Linked DNA regions of Bicyclus anynana: region 1 is linked to region 2. Evidence: chromatin contacts called from public Hi-C data. All regions are on one chromosome and are shown on one strand. The core of a region is the stretch at or near the end of the contact, and the rest is flanking DNA. Distances in the headings are between cores, read along the strand shown.

Region 1 (6,676 bases), core at 2,506-5,005, 190 kb before region 2:
ATGCAGTTGATTAGATGATCTACCTAGAAGGTTACCCTAGCAATTCAGTAACTAAAGGGCAAAACCCCATTTCATGTGAACTGGGTTGAACTGTCTTAACACATACTTTGTGTTTAAATGGTATTGTGATGGTGCTGATATAAGAAGTCCATACTATGTGATAAGAAAGCCCTCCCCTCACTCACCAGATGAACTCCCTGCAGTGGCTGCAGAAGGTGGGCTGGCGCAGGAAGGTGGCCATGAACTTGTGCCCGTTGACCTGGTGCACGCGGCGCCGCAGCGCCCCGCGCCGCCGGTTGAAGCCCGCGCCCTCCTTGAACTCGCGCCCGCGCACTGCGCGCGTACTCGTGCCTCCGCTGCTCGCTGCATGCCATGGAACAAATGAGAATCATTATTGATAAATTATATAAATTAAATAATTATTTCTGGAACTATTTCTTAACTATCTAAAAAGATAAGTGAATGTATAATAATATAAAAAAATTTAAATCTTCAATTTTATTCATTTAAATTAAACACAATTTATGAAAGTTATTAATTAGGTTCTAAACTTACGTTGGGAATTCCATTTCAGATCTATTTTTAGATGCAATTTTCCTTGAGGTTCTAAATCCACCTAAAATAGAACATTACATTATATATAAAAATATTTAATAATTATTATGTCTTAACTCTCTCCTTTACCAGTGCAAAATGTAGTTTTGTTAGCAAAATAAACAACCCTGTATTTGATATTGTTATTTAACAGTCTTGAATCTGGGCATCTTTCTAAAATAGCATGTCTCTTGGCAGTACCTTTACTAGGGTGGAAACCAGGCACAGATAAATCTACCATCTAATCATGGTTCTGAGGCACTGTACAAATCAAATTTAATTGATTTCAGAAGAACTGTATTTCAAACCCAGGAGACCTGAGTCATAAAACAGCTCATATAAAACTGTGCCAGAGGATTTAAGGGAAAAATGTTGAACAAGAAACTATTTTTAATCATTCTTATTTCATGCCTACAATGAAAACCAAAAGGACTTTGTAAAATAGGGCAACAGGAAAATACTTTCACTGTTCTACATGTAACTGAAATGAATAAGGAAAAGCACAAATCATTGGGTCACGAGTCACTCCCTGATGCAAGACGCAAAATAGTTGAAATAACTTGCATGCTGTAAAATTATTGAGTCATTGTCACAGCAGTAACAAGGTTTTATAACTTGGCAGATAATAAAGTCCAAATAAGGTAAATTGAGTCAAGCCTGGACCTAATCAATACTTACTTCAGTGTATGTGCCTGAGAATATAAGTCAGTAAACTAGTTTTACATTTAATGGTTTTCTATTGAAAATATGCTTTTTAATATTTTTATAAAATGATAATGCAATGTAAAACATACTATTGTCAAACAGGTCAGCCAATATTAATATATCTGAAATATTAGTGTTAAGTGTTTCACCATTCTATTGCATGTAACCCAGATAGTGACAAATAAAAGTCATGGAAACATTATGGAATCAACACCTTTAATGAATTCTCTGGTTTCAAAATAAAACATGCTCATACATAAATTTTTTTAAATTGTATAGGTGAGTGCTGGGCTGGGCTGGCAGTTCTATGGCGAAAAGGTGAAGAGGGCACTAGATTGAAAAGTTCCTGAGCACACTCTCTGAAATAAATCCTGTAGTACACTGACAAACAGGCAACTTTTTGGGGATGCAACAATGATTGCTTTTGCAAATTTGCACCAGTTAGCTCCTCGTTAATAATATTGTATTACCTACAAACTCAATACTGTTGGTTATCAGCACAGGTGTATCCAGAAAGTAAGAGTAAGCTACAATGGACTCCACAGTAAAATAAATCAATTATTCCCTATTCCTCATGAACACAAAGTCATGTCAGCTTCTCTTTAAATGTACTCTGGGAAACTATACTAAATCTACTTCTTTAGAGATTGGTTTTATCAAACAAACAAGATAAATAACATCTTCAACTTCCCATACATACATACACACATACATACATTATATCTATTGAAGATAAGATGATATCTTATTTTCATTTTTAATCTACCGTAAAAGAGGCATATAGTGAAAAGTATCAAATCAAATTATTTTAAGTAAAATAGGATTGACAAGGGGTTCAATAACCCTTTCTGAAGAGATATCATAAAAGTGTGTGCATATTCTATTATTCAATCTAGAAAATTTGAAATAGATTTATGTAAATTTTGGCATTTAAACTATAGAACAATATTGCTATACAAATTATTACTGTGGACAAACTTATCCAAATAGCACAAATTCTATGAGGGTAAAGTTGTTTTCAAGTTTATTTATTATAGAGTTTACTCACCCAAAAGTCTGTGGCATCTTTGTCTCTGTGCATGAGGTCCTCAAATGGAATAGTACAATTGGCTACAAAGTCGTCCGGTGGTATGGCAGCATCGTGAAATACAGTGAATCCCAGGCTGAAAACAGTGAGAGGTAAGCTTTATATTTCAACACTATCAATAAAAGAATTTTTTGTTGTCTAGTTTCTCACATTTAATTAAGTTTTGGCATAAATAGGTTCAGAATAAAATAATATACTAAAACTTGAATATGGATGATTAATAATCACCACAATAAGCAAATATGTGTTACATACTTTGAATTATCATTTATGTTTTGTTGAGATATTTTTTTGTGTTAATTTATATTTTTCTATTATAACATATGAACAGAACATATGTAAATTTAAAACAGATCTTTCTAATATGTAACTTTATTGTTGTACAATGTACATAGTCATTGACTGTTACTTTGTATTGGAGATTTACAAAATGCCCCTATAAGCTATACAGTATCCCTGAGAGACAAACATCAGTCGCAAGGCCTACATACGTAACACAACATACTTACTTGGTAGCATTCTGAACCTCATGTATAAATGTCTCATTCCACACAGGGTCAAATGTCTTGGGCTTGGTGTTGGACCGGTCTAGATGGTGCTCGTCGGCGTCGATCGACACGTACGGGTCTATGGGCTGGTTGTCTGCAAGGATAACGCGTATTTACAAATAATACCAACACCCATTTTCGTAAACATGGGATGCTGTTTCTGTGCGCGATTATTGTTTAAGCGCTGAACCGATACAATATTTTCGGTTTGATTATACGTACAGCAGGGTTCGTTTTAGTGTCTAATGTGCGTTCGGGACTCACCTGGTTTCCCGAAGGTCATGTTGTGCCGTTTCTGAAAGTCGGTCGGCCTGAGGCCCGTCGCCTCGCACACCTTGACGCGCACCGTCCCGCTGAACATGGCGCCTCCGGCCAACGAGCCCTAACACCGAGACCGCGCCGCCACACTATCACTTGCACTTTTAAATACAAATAAAATCATTGAAGATGCTTCATAATTGAAAGGGAAATAGAGACTTGACAGCGACGAGATCGGCCATGGATGGATTTATTTCCTCTATGGTCGCCAGAATTCCTATTGGATGGATTACTAAAAAAATATAGAGTTTTGTTTTTGGTAAAGTTCAGGAATTTAATTGTACCTACATAATCTTTTCAAGGTTTCCAAAAATCTATAAATCATTCATCATCTATAGTATTCCACATTAATAATTATCAAAAATCAAGAGTGACGTCTTTTCCTATGCTTTATCCTTGTATCCTGAATATAAGTTATGTGGCGGCTTAATTCGATGTAATTATTTAAACAGTTCGGAAAATATCACGAAAACGAAAACATCGATGTGATATTGTCAAATGTCAATTGTCATTGTCAGTTCAAAAATTCATTGTCTTCATTGTTCATTGCAATTGGAAATTGAAAACAATGCAATTTTCTTTAATTTTAAATAAATAAAATGGGATTTCTGACTATCTTAAAAAAACTACGACAAAAAGAAAAAGAAATGCGTATACTTATGTTGTATCCTTTTTATGAAATCTTTCTACAAACTGCTTCGGTGTGACTCTCCCATTTCCCAACTTAACTTATATTTTTTTGTTTTAAATTGTTAAGCTTATCTTATCGACAAGCATGGTTTTCTTAACTCAATGAACACAGAGGACTCGATAATGCCGGTAAAACGACAATTTTAAAGCGATTTAATGGGGAGCCAATAGACACGATCTCTCCTACTTTAGGTTTCAATATAAAGACGCTCGAGCATCGAGGATACAAGCTCAATATCTGGGACGTCGGCGGACAAAAATCCCTGAGGTATGTACGAGTTATAAAATAAATTTATGCCAGTTCATCAGAAAAGTCATCTTTGCGATCTAGTACCTAACCTAGGTACACCATCTGTTAATAAATGATAAATTTTTAGTACTACATAAAGGCTAATCGAACTGCGTGTACCTGTTATTAAAAGCCAATTGTAAATTGGATACTTATACTATAGTTCACATACTCATTAAATTTATGAGTTCATCATTTATTTGTATTTTTTTGGTGCTTTCATTCACTGTACATACTGTCAGATATCAGGATATAAGGAGATATATTTGTACTCCATGACCATACATTAAACTAGTTTATATACATATATCAAAAAAGTTGTTGGGTAAATTTTGATGACTTCAGGTCATACTGGAAGAACTACTTTGAGAGCACAGATGGAGTGGTGTGGGTGGTGGACAGTGCGGACGCCAGGCGGCTGGCGGACTGCGCCAAGGAGCTGCACACCCTGCTGAGGGAGGAGCGACTGGCGGGCGCTACACTGCTGGTGCTGGCTAACAAGTCTGACCTTCCCGGCGCTCTGACGCTGCAGGAAATTAGAGAGGTGTGTTGACAGCTGGACCTTCATCATTAATAGTAGTATATTTGATTCAATGTTCTTTGGGGAAATATTACTGCCATGGGAGAAGCTCTACTGTCACAGTTATTCTAGTCAGTGTGGACATAGCATATTTTGAATTCTTAACCAATTTTGGCCCATGTAGATTGGCATAAAATTAATAGATCTCAATCATCACAATACAATGAATAACACTGCATAATAGTGATATCTCAAACCTCCATCAAAAATTTTAGACAATTGCATTTTCCATCTCAGGTCTAAAAAGTATATATCATATTGTGGTTTGATCTCACTAATCAATGAATGCATCAGTAAATGGTAAGTGTTATCACTATTTTGAGTGGGTTATTTCTGCAGCAACAACCCTGGGTTACAGTGGGAAGGATATGGTTGACAGTAATCATAGTATGTATCCAAGTGTTAACATGTGAGGGTTTTCTACATAACCTCAAGTAGGCTATTTTTCTAAAGTTCCTCAGTTTACTTTTACTATAAAAAAATTGAAATATTGCAGCAGCTATCCTACTGCCATGTTGTACAGTAGTGTTTTCTTATTTGTCTCAATTTCCCAAATGTCACCATGTTGATGTTTAGTCCATATACATTGTTGTCATTCCAGGCGTTAGACCTGGACAGCATCAAAACCCACCACTGGCGCATAATGCGGTGCTCGGCTGTGACTGGGGAGAACCTTCTAGAAGGCATGGACTGGATGCTCGACGACATTGCCAACAGGATATTCACCCTCGACTAGACTATACCGGGACCAATGTACATGCATTCCATATAATATGTATAATATATGTAGTATACATACTCAGGAAATGATCTTAAATCTATATTCTAAGTGGAATGCACTGGAAAATTTTGGTTAATGTTGGTTATAAAACTCATTACTTATTGTGATTAATTTATTACTTGTCATATATGCCTGCTATGTTTTATGAAAGTTTCATGTTTTGTTTGTTGTTCCAAACTTGTAAACAGCCAGAAATATTCAATTTGTTTTTGTGCTCTGTAGTTCTTTTATAGCCCCAATTAAATATAAGATTGAAGAAAATATAAAGCTCAAATTGGTTCATTGGCAGTAATTAAATTAAAAATAGTTTCTTTTTCTATTTTCTTTAAAAATCTTTTCTCTTGATCTTTTAAAAATACTGCATATTTTGTCTAAATAAAGTTGAAATTGGTTTAAATATTATTTATTTAAAAAAAATATTCATGGATATGCCAAATTATTTATACACAAAACTTTCTGTGTATGTTAGCTGAGATCTCCATAGAATGTGTTAGCTACTATTCATAAGACTAAATAATAATGTAAAATATATAAAATATTGAATTGAATTTTGCCTAGATTAACTTAAAATTTATTATATTTTTTTTACATCATTATTAGCATAGTAAATAACTACTACACTAGAGGTTCAGTGTCCATTATCGTATGTTCGTATGCAAGAAAGGCGATGTGGACTTCATATTACGTCAACCAGTATTTTAATTTCATTCTAAGCTTATTATTACCTGTAATTTTATAAAAAATAAAATTTCTTAATAACACCAAACAAGCAGTTTCATTCACCTTTTATTGATTGGACAAACCACTTATAGTAACTAAGGATAGCCGTACACATAACAACTTACTTTAGTTGCCATTTGCACAAGTATATTGTAAGAAATATTGGAAGATAAAGTGCAAAGGACAATGGTCTGGTGTTTGTTGATAGAATTCATAAGCGTCTACTAATGTAAACTATTACAGTTTGTAGAAAATAATTTATTTAATTTTATGAAACAGAGCAAAAGGTCTAATTAAGCCCAAAAACTAAAATATATTCACATCAATTACATTTAAATAATTGAGTATGGCAACCATACTATTT
Region 2 (6,357 bases), core at 2,893-5,392:
AATTATAAGGCAGAAGATCACATACCTAAAAGTATATCAAACGTTACCAACAGTAAGACAATGAAGGGAATGTGGAAGCTGCTGAAACTAGTAACGGACACCATTTACAAAAATACACATCGGAGTTTCAAGGGCAAGATCAAATATTTGGAGAATCTAAAAACGACAATACTAAAGAGTATAGGTAAGAAATTAAATATTTTCAAGTGTAACTATCTAAAAGAGCTCGTAGGAGTATTTTTTAGGGTTCTGCACTTCAAAAGGTAAAAAAATGGAAGCCGTTTACAATGAATTTGTCTGTATTGTCTGTCTGTCTGAAACTCAGATCTCACATGAATTCATGATCTTTTATCTCAGGAGCTTGTAGAGGTAGTAATATATATTTATACCAATCGAAATTAAAATTAAAACCATTTACCATGTCTACAGTCCTTGAATTGAATTTAAATAGAAAACCATTACCTAACGCACAAGTAATAGGTACTTCGCAGTTTTATCTCGCCTCATTAAGCGTAGATAATTTTTTGTTTTTTTTTTTTGTTTGTATACCAGAAGAACAAATAGACAGAGCTTGGCCAGACGATCACGTCGACGTCCAAAATTCGCGACGCTCCCGTGCGGCGCAGGCGCGGGGCCACGTGGAGTTTCCGTCCTCTGAGAGCACCCTGATGACCATCTCGTTCCTCACCTTCGCTGTGTTTGTGATCAAATTAGTTTTGGTAAGTTGGGATAACGATTTTAAGTACTTACTCGTACAAAGGTTCGCCCTTAGAATACTATTAATGTCTAACGGCGCGTGACATTAGACCTAGTATAATATGACGTTATAGGAAAAAGATGTAACTCACCACGCTGCTCTAATGCGGGGTGGTGGGCCATTTAAATTAAGATATACAATTTGCAATCTACATAGATTGCAAATTGTATGCCTAGCAATATTATATAGCTCGTAGACATATTACACAACCCATACCGGGCTACTAAAAATTTAGGGGAAGAAATAAAAACTCAACATTCATAGCCTAATCAGGAATCGAACCTTGGACCTAAAAATAAATAAATAGATCCGATGTTGCATTGTCTTAACACGGGACCCACCAGGCAAGCAGGACAACGTAGTTACTAATTTAGAATGTATGTATATAAAATAAATACATCTATCCTCTTACCATCAAACAGTGTAAAACTTGTTTAACAAAATGGTTGCAGACCCGCTCTTATGAGCAAACAGAAGAATTACTCCAAATTCTAAGATAATCTGAATCGCTTTATCAAACCGTCTACATAATATATAGGACTATAGATATATCAAGAGGCTGACTGCTAGCATCATCATTGTAGTGTATAGTTATGTAAATGTAAAATCATAAATCACATACACACACCCGCAAACACACATACACACACACACACACACAATCACACACACACATAATCACACACACATAATTACACACACACACACACAATTGCACACACACAAATACTAACGTACAAGGGCATAATTTTATGATAATATTTATAGGATTGGATTGTATATATAGTAGGGAAGTTCCAGCTTTCTGAGATACAGTTTCTAACTAGTTCAGATAGCTGGGGCACTCACAAAAATTTGGTAGTAATATTTAATATCTTTCTATTTGTATTTATGTTCATGATTTCCTTTTTTGTGTTTTGCCAAATAAAATCTTTCTTTCTTTAAATAATTATTATATATTTACTAATTTCAGCAAGTAATCCACACTTACAAGAACAAGACCATGATGGTGACTCCCGCAGTAGTTGCGGCGGTGGGACGGGCGGCCGCTGCGTTCAAAACCTCACAATAGAATTTATTATACTTTTATTAATAAACGACAAGTTAAAGAAATTAACAAATTATTTCAAGGTAATTTTTTTTCAAACCTAACGAACAGAAAGCATGTCTATTGTATCTAGGAGTTTCAATTCTTTTATATTTAAAAAAATGCCAATCAAATCCGGTACAGAATTGTACTTGTATCTGTATTCTGTATAGGTATAGGCCCTGTCTATAATTATTATTATGGTTTTGAATAATGCAGCACGAGCTTAACCTATTTCAACGGCCCCCTTCAGATTTCCCACCTTTTATGAGAGAGGATAGGGAGCTTAGACCACCACGCTGCTTCAACTCTGCTTGGCCCGCTTTAATATTTCGACTCTTTGGCGACCAATAACAGATAGTAGCAGACGCCGCACGGTTTGTACCGCGTAGTTTCCGTTCTCGTAGAAATACGGGGATAATAAATAGCTTATAGCACTCTGTGATAGTGTAGCTTCCCAACAGTGAAATAATTATTTAAATCGGTTCTGTAGTTTCAGAGCTTCAATGCAAACAAACAATCATATCTTTCCTCTTTATAGTATTAGTAAAACTTTTGTAAAGATTAATAATAAAAGTGACCAACCGGCGGCTTACGGCGGCATTTAACGTGCTTTCCTAAGCATGGGCCATGGGGGTGTAACACCACAAACTTCCCAACTCCTTTTTACTGAAACTCAGAAAAAAGAAAACCTCAATATATTTCCTTTTTACACCCAAGACTCGAACCTCGTGTACAGAGTAGTAGATAATAAGACAAACTACCCTCGATAATCGAATAACAAACGAGGCATTTCCACAAAATGAAAACACTTCTTGGTCTTGCCATACAAAAAGAGCAAAAGCTATATTAAAATATACCAAAGAATATAATACTCCAAACCATAGAATTAAATCGTAAATCTATGCTCCAAACATGCTCCAAAACTTAGACCATTAATAACTGGACGTGGTTCGCACCCAAATTCAGCAACAAAAAAGTCTGTCATTTTTTGAGGGGGATGAGGTAAACTCACATATCGAAAACATTTAACACCATTAAGTATATTCTGTGTCCATACACTACACACAACTATAAATTTGACTCGCAATACACACACGCGTAATTTTTACACACACTAACAAACACATTGTGCACAGTAAAAATTTATACAAGCAGTATACTCGGCCGTATTTTTGAAATAAATACAGCGCGCGGTACGTAAACATGTGATAGGGCTGCCTGCCTCCAGCATTTTAATTACATTTGCCAACTTTGTATTTTCATTTAGTTTTGTGATTGTAAATATACTTTTTTATGTAAACAAATAAAATATTTTGTAAATTGTAGTAAAATAGGAAGTGATCAATAAAATGCGTGTTGTTTTTTGATTGGTAGATTTAAATAAGGCTTATACTAATCAATGACCTTGAAGGATAGGTCGTATTCATATGTTTATTTTGGTGATGCCATCTAGGTATTACCTCCACTACGTGACCAAATATTAAAAAACCGGTGAAGTGCGCGTCGGGCCACGCGCAGTGTAGGGTTCCGTAGATTATGTTAGCCCTTTAATCTCTTATGTTTTTCTCAATTTCAAAGCCTTTATTATTCCTTACATTATTACATTAAACAAGTTTTTCAATTAATAAGAGTAACAGTTTTAATTTTTTTTTCTATGTTAGTATATTATTAGTGTACCTGTTTTAAGTTTAGTATGTTAGTGAGTTAGTCTTATTTCTAATTAATAAAATCTATTTAACTAGTAAGTTGAAATTGAAATTGAGGTATAGCTCGCGTTTCGACTTCTAGTATGAAGTCAAACTACTGCTTGCATATTTACTGTGACATTGTTTAGACTATCCACAGATTAAATACGTAGAATATTCGATTACTGATCGATGTTTGGCTGTTTCGTCAAAAGAATCGATTATTTTTATAAATTTTTTTATTAAAAATTTGATAAAATTAAGGTTTAAATACTTTCAAATGAAACGTTACTCCATCTTTTACTAAACTACAAGTTTTTGGCCGTTTTTTATGCCATTTAACTACACAAACCGGCATTTTTACGGAGCTCCTTACACGATGAAAACGATTACAACAATGAAACATCGATTCTGTAGCAACAGTTTTTATAAACGCATTAGATCATAGATTTTTGATCTTTGCCAGAGGGATAACGGTTAGCGAACCACGTCCAGTTATTAATGGTCTAAGGCTCCAAACCTTTCTCTGTCTACCACTTGTCTACGATCAAAAATAAGGCTCAAAAGACTAGGCCTCAGAGCTATAATAAATACAGAGACAGTTCTTCAGTAAAAAAAAAATATTTTAATAATTTGTTTTGTTTGTTGTTATTGATTTTTAAACTTTTTACACATTATTTTCGAATATTTTAGATTTCAACATGAATTTCTCTGAAAACAATCATGGTCAAAATGCCCGAATTAATAAGATTTACTGTGAACAACAAGGTAGCCAATTTACTTTATTTTTAATTAATATGCATTAACATTTTGATAGTAAAACTTTGGTTGAAGTTGATGTAACACTTCATGCGACAGTGGGCTTCATTAACACTTTCATTACCGCTACGATTTTCACGATGTTTTCTCGGGAGCCGCCTACATTTTACGTTGGACTCGCTAGGTGAGTCGCCGGCGCTGCGATACGAATCATTCGACTCGCCACGCGAGTTCAGTGGCATTGCGTTAGGGTAAAAACTATGTTCTGTTATTTTTGTGGCCGTGACAGTGTACGTTACGTGTTTAAAGCAATTAACTAGTATATGGTGTAATTTAACAAAAAGAAAATGGCAAGAAACACTATAAATAAACGAAAAGGTAAGTTTGTTTCGTAATTTATGCAGTGGCTCTCAATCTTACAAATACTGATTCGCGCACCGAGGGTTTCATACATACATATAGGTAATATTGAAATCTTAATGAGGTTCATAGAATACATCTACATACCTAATTTCAACAGTATAGCTCTTATAGTTTCATGAAAAAGTGGCTGTGACATACACCCGGACAGACAAACAGACAGACAGACATGATGAATCTATAAGATCGAACGAACTTTCAATCACAAGACACTCACGGATAGACAGATCTACTTTCGCATTAATAGTATATTAGTACGGATAAATACAAGGATTAGTAGGTATATATTTAATTGAAGGAGATTACTTTGAAAGAGAATCTAACAAATAAACTTTTCATATAATAAATAAACAAAAATCAAGAGTACTTACAGATTTTCAGAAGTCAAGCTGCGGCAACTTTTGACCCTTATTTTCAGGCCACCACAAAACACAATAACATAGAACACAAGAATCTCAAAGTCCAGAAAACGTTTGCCAGGGGTTAAAACAGTAGGTACTCCAACAGGTCCAGTAATCGAAAGCCAAGTCACAATGATAGAAAACAAATATACGCGTGCGATAAGGAAAGGGTCGTGCTTAACACTAATCTATATATAAAGAAAGTCGGGTTTGTTACAACACTTCACTCGAGATTGACCAATGAGAGCTTGGCAAAAACAATGTTATCAGTGCTTTTATTGCTTACTAACCAGAGCGTTCATGTTAAAAAATACCGGTTCCTTTTGTTTTGCCGGCAATTTTTAACAATGCGAAGGGATCCTCTTTCAGTTGTAACTCTTAAAGTAATAGACCGAGAGTTGAGTTTGTGTTTTCTGCACCGTTCGTTTAACAAAAACGCAAGGACAGACTCAAAAACTTAGAAGTACCCATTTGGTGAACACCAAATTCGAGCCCCTACAAGGTGTCGAACACAATCCGCCGTTGTTTTACGAGTGAATGTGACTTTTGGTAAAATGAAAATAAAAGTATCTACCTTTTATATATTTCATTTATAAAAGTTTGAGAATCTATGTTAGTGAACTCGCCTAGCGAGTTCAAGGCATTGCAGAATAGTTTATTTTCTTTCGATTATAAACTGGGTCTGCACACCCGGCCCACCACGTTATTCATTAGATTAGTGTATATTTAGTCTTCAGTATTATTTTAAGCAGAAAATACACATGCATTTTGAAAAAAAATTGCAAAAACATTGAACTCGCGAGGCGAGTCTACGGCGCTGGAATAAAATTTACGTGGACTCTCCGGGCGAGTCGGTGGCACTGAACGTGTTAAACCATATATTGATATTAGTTTCAAGGATACGATAAATCATAATCAAAGTTCATTCAAAATTGTGCTCCACTTGTTATATTTCCACTACCAACCGGTCAGAGGAATTAATCAAAATGTTACATGGCAATTAATTCCTAAGATAGTATTACTGTTCTGCTTGTAGGATTTGATGAATTTTCAAACTTCTGCCGAACTTGTGCCACAATGGCCAATCAAGTTCGCCCAATATTTGATGAACAAAACCAAAGTGATGATTTAGCTGGGAAAATCAACAAGTATCTGCCAATAAAGGTAATTTAATTAATAATACATAAACACCAATCAAATATGTAACACAAGTAGACACCCTCAATTCTGTTTGTGTAAAATTTT

What was found. Hi-C and Micro-C count contacts between places; a contact is called where the count stands out from the background.
Region 1: a contact with region 2 is called in a Hi-C map of whole larva, with 2.8 times the contacts expected there. The contact joins the promoter of LOC112049365 here to the promoter of LOC112050552 in region 2. A contact is called at or near these places in 2 of 2 Hi-C or Micro-C datasets (whole body and whole larva).

What each region holds. Positions count from the first base shown.
Region 1 is chr21:14,641,739-14,648,414 of ilBicAnyn1.1, reverse strand. It overlaps LOC112049365 (ADP-ribosylation factor-like protein 2), which reads left to right and starts at 3,755. Exons shown (of 4, transcript XM_024087223.2): 1 at 3,755-3,916; 2 at 4,055-4,210; 3 at 4,577-4,775; 4 at 5,413-6,361. The coding sequence starts at 3,852. The coding sequence ends at 5,547. It overlaps LOC112049364 (protein kinase C), which reads right to left and starts at 3,607. Exons shown (of 21, transcript XR_008251951.1): 1 at 3,199-3,607; 2 at 2,896-3,028; 3 at 2,348-2,462; 4 at 556-616; 5 at 186-363. LOC112050537 (pinin) reads right to left here. Exons shown (of 6, transcript XM_024088826.2): 6 at 6,363-6,676.
Region 2 is chr21:14,451,160-14,457,516 of ilBicAnyn1.1, reverse strand. It overlaps LOC112050552 (zinc finger protein 567), which reads left to right and starts at 4,142. Exons shown (of 5, transcript XM_024088843.2): 1 at 4,142-4,300; 2 at 6,149-6,276. The coding sequence starts at 4,234. It overlaps LOC112050547, which reads left to right. Exons shown (of 3, transcript XM_052888245.1): 1 at 1-184; 2 at 553-719; 3 at 1,731-1,874. The coding sequence ends at 1,829.